Linked DNA regions of Zea mays: region 2 is linked to region 1. The links are chromatin contacts, called in public Hi-C maps. All regions are on one chromosome and are shown on one strand. Each heading gives the region's core, a stretch centred on a gene start, on an enhancer-like site or on the middle of the called end of the contact. The rest is flanking DNA. Distances are from core to core; before and after follow the strand shown.

The links. Hi-C and Micro-C count contacts between places; a contact is called where the count stands out from the background.
Region 2: a contact with region 1 is called in a Hi-C map of endosperm, with 4 times the contacts expected there. The contact joins the promoter of LOC100272910 here to the enhancer-like site in region 1. A contact is called at or near these places in 4 of 25 Hi-C or Micro-C datasets (ear, endosperm and leaf).

What each region holds. Positions count from the first base shown.
Region 1 is chr3:26,165,793-26,171,193 of Zm-B73-REFERENCE-NAM-5.0, forward strand. No RefSeq gene overlaps it. Among protein-coding and RNA genes, the nearest start is that of LOC100191394, 23 kb to the left of the region's middle. Within about 2 kb of position 3,374, at least 18 of the 20 cell types and tissues checked have an H3K27ac peak or open chromatin away from gene starts, as enhancers often do. A contact at or near this core is called in ear, endosperm and leaf, where this site is marked.
Region 2 is chr3:26,308,636-26,314,036 of Zm-B73-REFERENCE-NAM-5.0, forward strand. It overlaps LOC100272910 (Glycosyltransferase family 61 protein), which reads left to right and starts at 2,081. Exons shown (of 4, transcript NM_001147362.1): 1 at 2,081-2,378; 2 at 2,524-2,616; 3 at 2,763-2,888; 4 at 3,108-4,513. The coding sequence starts at 2,234. The coding sequence ends at 4,339.

The sequences.
Region 1 (5,401 bases), core at 2,124-4,623:
TTGGACATCATCACACAGTGCTCAAAGTAAATAGCAGAAAAGTACTTTATTACAACAAGATGTCCAAGACATCCACTGAGTCTAATACATAACCATAGTCTTCAATATTAATATCAAAGTGCGGAAATACGAAACGTAGTAGATAAGCCTACACATGCAGCTGACTGGGGGTTTGCCACTAAGATAAACTAGAACTCATTGTAGTCCTGGAACTCCTCAAAGTCCTCCATTGTAACACCCCGGGCTTTAAGGGACAAAGCCGGGTGCATCTCATACATGCGCCAAAGAAGACAACATATATAATAACAGAGTGTATAGAGATAAATGTCTCAATATAATCAGAGTACTTATCACATAGTGGGAGTCTTACAAAATAAAAGATGAATATAGCAGGATCTAAAATCTATCCTTGGCGCCAGAAAGTCAACTGGGAGACGCCACCTATATCGAATCGAACTCCTCATTAAGCGACTCCTCCTGAACCACCTGTTCTTCTCCTGTGGGGGGAGGGTGTGAGACAGCAAGGGTGAGCTCACATACGTTCATAGCTCAACAAGCTGTGCAGAATAATGTGGCATGAACTCACCAAAGGTGGGAGTTCATGTGATGTGTAAAGCTGATCAACAATAGGGGTTAAAGCTGAGCATTGCTTTTAATAAGTTGGTCAAATTTTATTAGCAATTACTAAATGTAATTAAATACCAAACCATAATAAATAATAGAACAAAATTAATAAATAATCCCATGCAAATGCAAATGACAAATTGAGTTTTAATTCCATAGATTAATCATGTGAGGGTCCGAGCCGCTCATGACCGTGAGCATAGCTAGTATACCAATTTTATACTCTGCAGAGGTTGCGCATCTTTACCCACAAGTCATGTTACCCATCTGCCAAGGGGTCATGAATCCCATACACCTCTACCAAGGAGGCGAGGCAGGGTAAGACTATGAGGCCTTTACAAAGTTCCACTAGCTTCAGAAAACCCGCTACAGATTATAGGAAGCTTCAGTGCAGGAATCCCTCGCCTGACCGCCATCGCAGCATAATCAACCCAAGGAACTCCCTACACTAACCACTCCCCTACTGCCCTTGCCCTTTCGGGTAAGGTAGTCATCCACTAGCTTTCCTAATTAATCAGCCAAGGACGTCCCATTAAACCCTTGTGGTAGCACTGTTTTCCCGGGTGGTCGCTCCATGTTCCAAATAACATAATGATCTTTTCATGAACATAAATAACATAACAGAATAATTGGAACATGGATGTAATGAAATATTATCCCGAAACCACATAATGCAATAGCATAACTACCCAAGTGAATCAGAGGTAAACAAGGTAAACATGATAAAAGACTAGGGTGACCTATTAGGTCCCATCAAAATTAAACCTATGCATGAATAAGTGATAATAAAGAACATTATTGGGTAACAAAAGTGGATCAAGGGCACAACTTGTCTGGCACTTGAGATTCCAGTTACCAGGGTGATTCTTCAGATCCTCGAAACCTCGCGCTAGTCGTAGCAATACAAACAAACATGGTATAGATAAAATTAACATCACACCAAACATAAGTACAAACTAAATCATAACAATCTACGCGTCGCTACGAGATCGCGGGCTCGAGAACTACTACGATCGGAGTTACTGGTAAGGAGTTATGATTTTATAGAGGATTTATGTGATTAAAATGTTAAACTATATCATAAATTGGTTAATATAAATCATATAAGAGGTTATTCTATGAATAATTATCTCAACTTTAATCTAAGTTATAAATTAACCATAGATCATATTCCAGTAGTTTATAAGCAGTTTAACCAGACTAACCAACATCAGTTAAATACAGATATGATTATAAAATAATGATACATGGTATAATAAATGTTGTTATTTCATAGTAAATATTTATACGAGACTAACACAACTGGAACGAGTCAATTCGGAATCAAAATGAAAGAGTTATGGTTTTCTAAAGGTTTTAAGTATTCGATACAAGATTAATTAAGAGATATATTTTAATATGGTTTTCATGTCAAAGCAGAGACACTATGTGATAAACAACATTATTATAAAATTATAGGAACTGGAATGAATAAATTTGGACCAAGTATGCATTTTCTATGAATTAAACACATTCTAGTATTTATTTTCACATAAAAATCATTTTCTAATCATTTTTACTGAATTTCTAATTTTCTGGACTGGGCGTCAAATACTAGAAAAGGTAGGGTCTCTGGCGCAAGAATCCGCAAGACTCAAAGCACATCCGCGGGTTGATTTGATAAAAGGACAGGGGCTATTTTATAAAGCTAGCCAGCTGAATGGGTATGGTGAGTTCTAGGCCGCTGGATTCAAATCGTGCGAACAGGATTAGATCTACTCACTTAATGAATCGGTACGTAGTGTGGTTCCTCGGATCCAGATCCGACGGTGCTCATCACCCCATCACCCGATTTGTCCGATCAACCGCCAACGCTCTAGATCAACCCAGTGAACTGGTACGCTAAGATCCGATCCAGACCGCACGTTCCCAATCCGACGCCCAGGCTCTTTTACCCTAACCCGACAGCGCCCCGGCGACGGAGCTCAGCTCCCCGCGGTGGCCGGTTCGCCGGCGAGCACGAAATATGGTTCCAAACCGCCCCATCTAGAAATTGATCACTACTACACTGAGAGGGGAAGATGGCGAAACTGCAGAGAGGGGTCTCACCGGCGATTGAAGAGGTTGCGAGCCTGCCCACGGAGGAGAGCGGATCCGCGGCTGCGCTTGTACTCCGGCGAGGAATTCAACCGCAACCGGATATCACTAGCGTGATTGCTTCCATCCCCAGCTTCGCCAACCTCCAGTGAGCCCCCCCCCGAGGTACGGTTCAGGGGCAGAGTCGCCCCTAATCTCAATCCTCGCAGCGGCGGCGGGGACTTATGTTTTTCTTTTCACGACGTCTATGGAGGTCGGGTCTGGGCGCTGGTCTTTGCACGCTGGAGAAGGTAAGAAGGAAAGGAAAGAATGCGGCGCAACATATAGGATCGTGGCTGACGAGGTCACGCCATGCGCTGCGGGGTTCACGGCGTACTTCCGCCATGGCCGGTATTACGTTGAGGCGAAGTCGCAGCTCGATTGAGGCGACAGACAAATGGGTCCGACCAGCAGTCCGTGCGTGTGGGGCTCAGGCAAGCCGAGACTAGAGGTCGGTCGTGGGTGGCTCCAATGGATCCCGCGACGTGCGCCAGGGCCGAGCATATCCGAGCAGTGCAGCGAAGAAAGGGGGAAAATGGTAGAGCTGACGTGAAGAGCCCACCAGCCAGTGAAATGGGCGCGCGCGCGGAGGCTGGTTTGCGGGCCCCAAATGTCAGTGAAGACTGTGCGTGCGTGGAGTGGCTGACAAGGCGGGGCCACCTGTCGGCGCCGCGACCAGGGTGTTGATGGGCCACGCGGGTGAGTGGGTCGCCCAATTTGGGCCTAGTAGTGAGGATTATGGCCCAGCTAGCTCTTTCTTTTTTTTTCTCTCTCTTTTCTTTTTCTTATTTTATTTCTTTTCTTCTCTCTTCCCTTTCAAATTTAAATCTCAAATTTGAATTCCACTCATTTGTGAATTTAAACTCATCTTTAACAGTAAAATTTGAACCTACTATTATGGCGAAAATTTATTTATTTATTTATTTTGTTTAATATTTTCTTCTCTTTTCTCAAATTCTAAATTTGCTCCTTTGGGTTAAAACCCAAATTCTCATCTCATTATTCTATTCCCATATTATTACAAAATTCTAATTCCAATTTAATACATACTTCAAATTCAATTATGGAGCAATAGATATATATTTATTTTAATTGATTTACTTGTTTGATAGATGTTTGAAATATGGGAAACACTCATTTTGTTTTCTTTCCATTAAAAAATAGTACTATGAATCTGGAATGAGAAGTAAAAGTTACTTCAAAATTAGATATTCATGTAAATAAATGCTTATGGTGCATCATTTAATGCAATGTATATTCATTTAGTTGAATAGGAAACTTTTCTATTACTACTTTTCTAAAATGATTCTTGGTTTTCAAAATTGAGTCCTCGATTTTCAGTACTCAAGTATAATTTGAGATATATGAGTTTGCTATTTCATTCCTTCCTGTATTTATTTTATTTTTTTCTTATACAGATTTTTGGGCCTTACATCCATGCTGCCAGCATCTCCTCTTGAGCACTGAGTACAGTGGGGACAACCTAGGGTGGGGTGGTTTGTAAAGCAAGGGCAAGTACACATCAACGTACTCAACAAATGTCCCGTTTGGCTAAAGTGGACTAGCTGTATGTGGAGTTAAGGTTAAGTTGTTGCTTTTAGCTGGTCATGTTTTTATTACTATAAGTAGAACCGAATTTTAATAATAAACCCAGTTATTACCCAGAAGCACTCCCTCCAAGAGGAAATACTAGAGATCAAAATTATAACCATCATTGCTAACCATCATCATAAAAGTAATCAAAGTTCTTCTAATCAAAGAGGATCCCAAGGCCGCTCTTAACCGTGAGCACGACTGATATACCAGTTTCTAACACTCTGCAGAGGTTGCACACTTTACCCACAAGTCGTGATTCCCTTTCTGCCCAGGGTTCTAGCCTCCCCATTGATCACTACCAAGGTGACCTAGGAGGGTATCACTACGTAGCCTTTACAAAGATTTCCCAGAGGTCATAGTCGCCCGTTAGGTTTCTCCAGTTTGATAAACACAGTACATCTCCCCAAAGGAAGGGTGACTAACAAAACCAAATCGAGAACCTCTGCAACCAGCCTCGGCAGAGCAAGTACTGTGCTCGGACCCCATTGACGGCCCTACGACGAAGCCAACTACTCCTCTGGTTCCTCTAATTAATTAGCTAAGGGAGTCCCATTCCACCCTCATGGTTGTACTGTTATTCCGGGTTGTCACTCCCCAAACAAGTCCTTACGGAGAGGTACTCAGGAAACAACCTGAGTCCCCTAAAGTATCACAAGAACATCATCGGGATAACATCATTGTATCATAATATTCGCATCATGTTCATTGATTAAAGTAAAGCAATAGCATAAAGCTAACCATGATAACCCAAAAGGTAAACAAGGATAAGATAAATACAGACTAGTCACTCCTTAAGTTTTAAATAATGTAATGCGGGACAGTGAATTATAAAGTAAATAGGACATGATAGGTCTGAGGACACTTGCCTTCACCAGGTTGTTGCTCAGGGAGATCTTCGACAACACACTCAGGAACCACGGGTTGCTCGTTGTCTAAATAAAACGATCATGCATTCGATAAATTTGGTAAATGACAAATGAACAGCACAACAATCATGTACAAACATTGGAACACATCTCAAAAGGTATATTGCTAATTAAAGAAAAAGGAGATCAAATTATAAAAT
Region 2 (5,401 bases), core at 831-3,330, 140 kb after region 1:
CAACACGCAGCAGTCCCCTACCTAGCGCGCCAACTGTCGGCGTTTCGAGACCGGGGGGTCCCTGAGCAGACGAGTGAAGTGTCGCCGCGTGCCCCAGCCCAGATGGGTCGACGCGAGGCGAAACGCGAAGGGGGGAAAGTGAGGTGGCCGGAGATGGGCGAGAGAGAGGTGGAAATCTCGCGGCCTTCGTGTTCGTCCCGCGCCCAGGTCGGGTGCGCTTGCAGTAGGGGGTTACAAGCGTCCACACGGGGGAGGGAGCGAGCGGCCTCACGCGAGCGCCTGTCTCGTCCTCGTCCCTGCGCGGCCAACCCTCTCTAAGAGGGCCCTGGTCCTTCCTTTTATAGGCGTAAGGAGGGGATCCAGGTGTACAATGGGGGTGTAGCAGAGTGCTACGTGTCTAGCGGAGGAGAGCTAGCGCCCTAAGTACACGCCATCGTGGCGGCCGGAGAGATTTTGGCGCCCAGTTTGTGTGATGTCGTGGCCGTCGGAGGAGCGCTGGAGCCTGGCAGAGAGACAGCTGTTGGGGCCGTCGAGTCCTTGCTGACGTCCTCTTGCTTCCGTAAGGGGGCCGAGAGCCGCCATCATCAAGGAGCGTGCGGGGCGTCATCATTGCCTATCTGGCGGAGCGAGCCAGATGGGACGCCGGTCTTGTTTCCCATAGCCTGAGTCAGCTCGGAGTAGGGTAATGATGGCGCCTCCTGTTGACGTGGCCGGCCTGCGCCCTAGGTTGGGGCGATGTGGAGGCTCCTCCGAGGTCGAGGTCGAGTCCGTCTTCCGTGGCCGAGGTCGAGTCCGAGCACCTAGGTCGGGCGAGGCGGAGGCTGTTGGCTGAGGCCAGGGCGGAATTTGAGTCCTGGGGTCGGGTGAAGCGGAGTTCGCCGTCTTCCGGGGCTTAGCCCGAGTCCGAGCCCTGGGTCGGGCGGAGCGGAGTTCGCCGTCTTCCGGGGCTTAGCCCGAGTCCGAGCCCTGGGTCGGGCGGAGCGGAGTTCGCCGTCTTCCGGGGCTTAGCCCGAGTCCAAGCCCTGGGTCGGGCGGAGCGGAGCTTCCTATGGTGCGCGCGGCTGGGCCTGACTGCCTGTCAGCCTCACTCTGCCATGTGGCACCGCAGTCGGAGCGGCGCAGGCGGCGCTGTCTTTCTGTCAGACCGGTCAGTGGAGCGGCGAAGTGACGGCGGTCACTTCGGCTCTGTCGGCTGAGGGGCGCGCGTCAGGGTAAAGGTGTCAGGCCACCTTTGCATTAAATGCTCCTGCGATTTGGCCGGTCAGTGCGGCGATTTGGTCAGGGTTGCTTCTTGGCGAAGACAGGGCCTCGGGCGAGCCGGAAATATGTTCGCCGCTGGAGGGAGGCCTCGGGCGAGGCGGAGATCCTCCGGGGTCGGCTGCCCTTGTCCGAGGCTGGGCTCGGGCGAGGCGTGATCGAGTCCCTCGAATGGACTGGTCCCTGACTTAATCGAACCCATCAGGCCTTTGCAGCTTTATGCTGATGGTGGTTACCAGCTGAGAATTAGGAGCATTGAGGGTACCCCTAATTATGATCCCCGACAATAATGCTTGTGATTATATGCCTAAAATTCAGTTTAGACCACATACAGCTAACAATTAGCTATTAAGAATTAGATGACCCTTAACTAATAAACCAGCTAATAAGTTCTCGTCTACTTTCTTCGTTCCAGTATATAAGGCATAACCATCTCTGATTCAAAGATTAAGAAATATATTTAATTCTTTATATACCACTGTATCGTATACATACAGATAAAGAGAGCATGACTTATATTGTGGGACAAGAATAAAAAGTTGTTACACATTATATCATAGAACAGAGGGAGTATCACCTAGCTAACAATTAGCTATTTTTTCCCAGCTAATAGTTTACTGGGCGGATCGAAACGTGACCTAAGCATAATTTCTAAAACATAGCCATCACGAGGGAGAGCGGCGTTTGGCTCGGTCTTCCCCTCGGGCCAGCTGCCAGCAGCCGTAGTCGCCCGCCCATAAAACTCATCACGCACCACCAAGAACCGGTCCATTGAAGAGAGTTCTCGGAAGGTTCTCCTCCCGTGTCCGCGTAGCTAAGGTGTCCCGGGGAGACCTGCTGCACACGCGGCGGCGAGGCCTCCATATCTCTCTATCATCACGGCGCGGGGGAGGAAGCCAGCGAGTAAGCTGAAAGGGGAGAGGGAGCCAGGGGTTCACGCGCTCGCCGGAGACGACGACGACGACGACGACGGAAGATGGGCGGCGACCCGGGGAAGGTCATCAGGAACGTGAAGGGCGCCGCGCAGAAGTACCTCGGCGTTGGCTTCCTGCTCGGCTTCTTCCTCGTGCTCCTCACCTACTTCACCGTCTCCGAGCAGTTCGCGATCACGGCGCCCAACGGTGAGTTCAATTGCTCTGAGTCTGACATGGGTTTGGTTCCAGCAGAAAATCCATAGGAGGCTGGGGCTCAATAATTAAAACACCATTCCAGTTTGAGCAAGTTATTTCCTGCGGAAACTGATGGGAATTGAGCTGACGTGCGCAGCTGTTCGGAGGACATCGCCGGGCCACGCGCACACCACGAGGTCGCCGATCACCTCGGCCGTCGAAGAGAAGAGGCAGCAGCCTCCTGCCATAGGTAAAATCAGCCTCTACCCGGCCCCGCCTTGTCTTTCCTTCCTTCCTGTCAACGAATAATCAGAGCACGTTAATTTGGTGATGAGAATTCAGCAAAATTTATCATTTTTTTAAAAATACCACGTCTGTTTTTCTTACCATGAGCAGAGGAGAAGCCACCCAAGCCAGAGGTTGCACCGGAGGAGAAGCCTCCGAAGGAAGAGAAGCCGCCACGCGTTGATGTTGAAGGGCCCCATGCTGAAACAGATGAGGACCAGAAGAAGCCTGTCCCTGGTACTTTGCAAATCCACACCCCCCTTCTTTTCATCCTCATCATCAATCGTGACAAAGAAAAAGAAAGCTAGCACACGAGCTTATTCTGTATGCTTTTGCTTTGCGATCAGTCTCGAACTCGTCTACTTTTTATTTTAGAACCGAAAGTGGCCGTGTGCAGAGCAGAGACGTGTTAGTTTCATATTCATTGCTTCTGTCTGAAAGCATCCAATCCTGCAGACGATGATGGTAGGAGCAGTGGTATCAGCGGCGGCGATGGCGTCGCCACGGAGAGTGCTCCGGCCAAGAAGCCGGCGTGCGACATCCAGGGCCCGTGGGCGTCCGACGTGTGCGACATCGACGGCGACGTGCGGATCCACGGGTCGGCGGGCACCGTGCTGATCGCGCCGTCCATCGAGAGCGGCGGCAACCCGAACCCGCAGGAGTGGCGCGTCCGCCCCTACTCCCGGAAGCACCAGGGCGGGATCAAGGAGGTGACGGTGCGCGAGCTGGCGTCCAGCGCCGACGCGCCGGCGTGCGACGTGCGGTCCCCCGTGCCGGCGATGGTGCTGGCCATGGGCGGACTGACTGGCAACTACTGGCACGACTTCAGCGACATCATGATCCCGCTCTACCTCCAGGCGGCGCGGTTCGAGGGCGAGGTGCAGCTGGTGGTGGAGAACATCCAGCCGTGGTACGTGGGCAAGTACCGGGCCATCCTGCGGCGGCTGTCGCGGCACGACATCGTGGACATGGACCGGGACGACCGCGTGCGCTGCTTCCCGGGCGCGGTGGTGGGCATCCGCATGCACAAGGAGTTCAGCATCGACCCGGCGCGGGAGCCGCTGGGCCACTCCATGCCGGAGTTCACCGCGTTCCTCCGCGAGACCTACTCGCTCCCGCGGGCCGCGCCGGCGAGGCTGGCGGGCGCCGACGGCGAGGAGGACGAGCGGGCGCGGCCCCGCATGATGGTCATCTCGCGCCGCCACCCGCGGAAGCTGGTGAACTTGGACGCCGTGGTGGCTCTGGCGCGGCGCGTCGGGTTCGAGGTCGTCATCGGGGACCCGCCCTTCAACGTCGACGTCGGGGAGTTCGCCAAGGAGGTGAACGCCGTGGACGTGCTGGTGGGCGTGCACGGCGCCGGGCTCACCAACTCGCTGTTCCTCCCCACGGGCGCCGTGTTCATCCAGATCAACCCGTACGGCAAGATGGAGCACATCGGGGAGGTGGACTTCGGCATCCCCGCCGTGGACATGGGGCTCAAGTACATCGCCTACTCCGCCGGCGTCGAGGAGACCACCCTGGTGGACACGCTGGGGCGCGACCACCCGGCCGTCAAGGACCCGGAGTCCATCCACCGGAGTGGGTGGGGGAAGGTGGCCGAGTACTACCTCGGCAAGCAGGACGTCCGGCTCGACCTCCAGCGGTTCGAGCCCGTGCTCCGCAAGGCCATGCAGCTCCTCAGGGAGTAGCAGCGTCGTAGAGAGCAGCAGATGAAAGTACAGTTTTTTTCCAAATGACTTTTAGAGTTTTCTTCCCTCCCTATACCTCCTTAATTATATATATTTCTCAATTCTTTTCCATTTTTTGGTGTTCTTTTATAAAGTAAAAAAAAAAGACAAACCAAAGATTGACATGCTTACTCCATTTGATTGCGTCGTCGAACACTTCGCACTGCATTCAGCCATTTGCCCTCGCGTGCGTGGAGTGTGAACATTGTGTTTCAACATCAACAAGCAGATGCCGAAAAGAAAAGGCTAAAAAGGAGCCCAGTACAGATAGCAATGAAGCCCAGTAGACAAACGAAGATGGACCAAATCGTTGGGCCGGTAGGTGAGGGGTGGTTGTCAGTCGCCAGCGTTGACGAAGATGGTAGATAGATTACGTTAGTTAGGTATATAGATAGGTGATCGGCAATCAAGGGACAACAACAACGGCGACTCGATGCAAGCTAGGCGGCAGATACGTGCAAGCAAGCAATGGAACCGACGTGTACTGGACAGCCTAGCCCCTGGTAGCGGGCACATGATAATCCACAGCGAACGCCCATAGCAACCAAACTGTAGCGCTGCAGTGTGATGCATGTTACCTAAGTTTTATTTTTAAATCTACTTTATAATTTAGTACAATCTATTAGACGACGGAGTCGGTCCAAGTGAAGCTCACGTACTACCTGTAAATAGGGATGAAAAGAGTCGGAAACGGTCGGTAAACACTAAAACCATTACCGTTTTTTTTATCGGAAACAAAAACGAAAACGGTAACTCCGGAAACGGAAACGATATCGGTATTTCGGAAACATCGGAAACGAAAGTTTGGTGCGGAAAATACACCGGTAACGGTCGAAATCTAAAATACGATCGGTAAACATATCAAACTTCATAATACAACAAAGTTGACAAAAGATCACAAAGACCACAAGTTCACAATTCATGATATAACAAGTTCACAAGGATCACAACCTCACAGGAAAACACTAAAACCTAGTGTGGATCACAACCTCACAGGAAAACACTAAAACCTAGTGTGTGGAA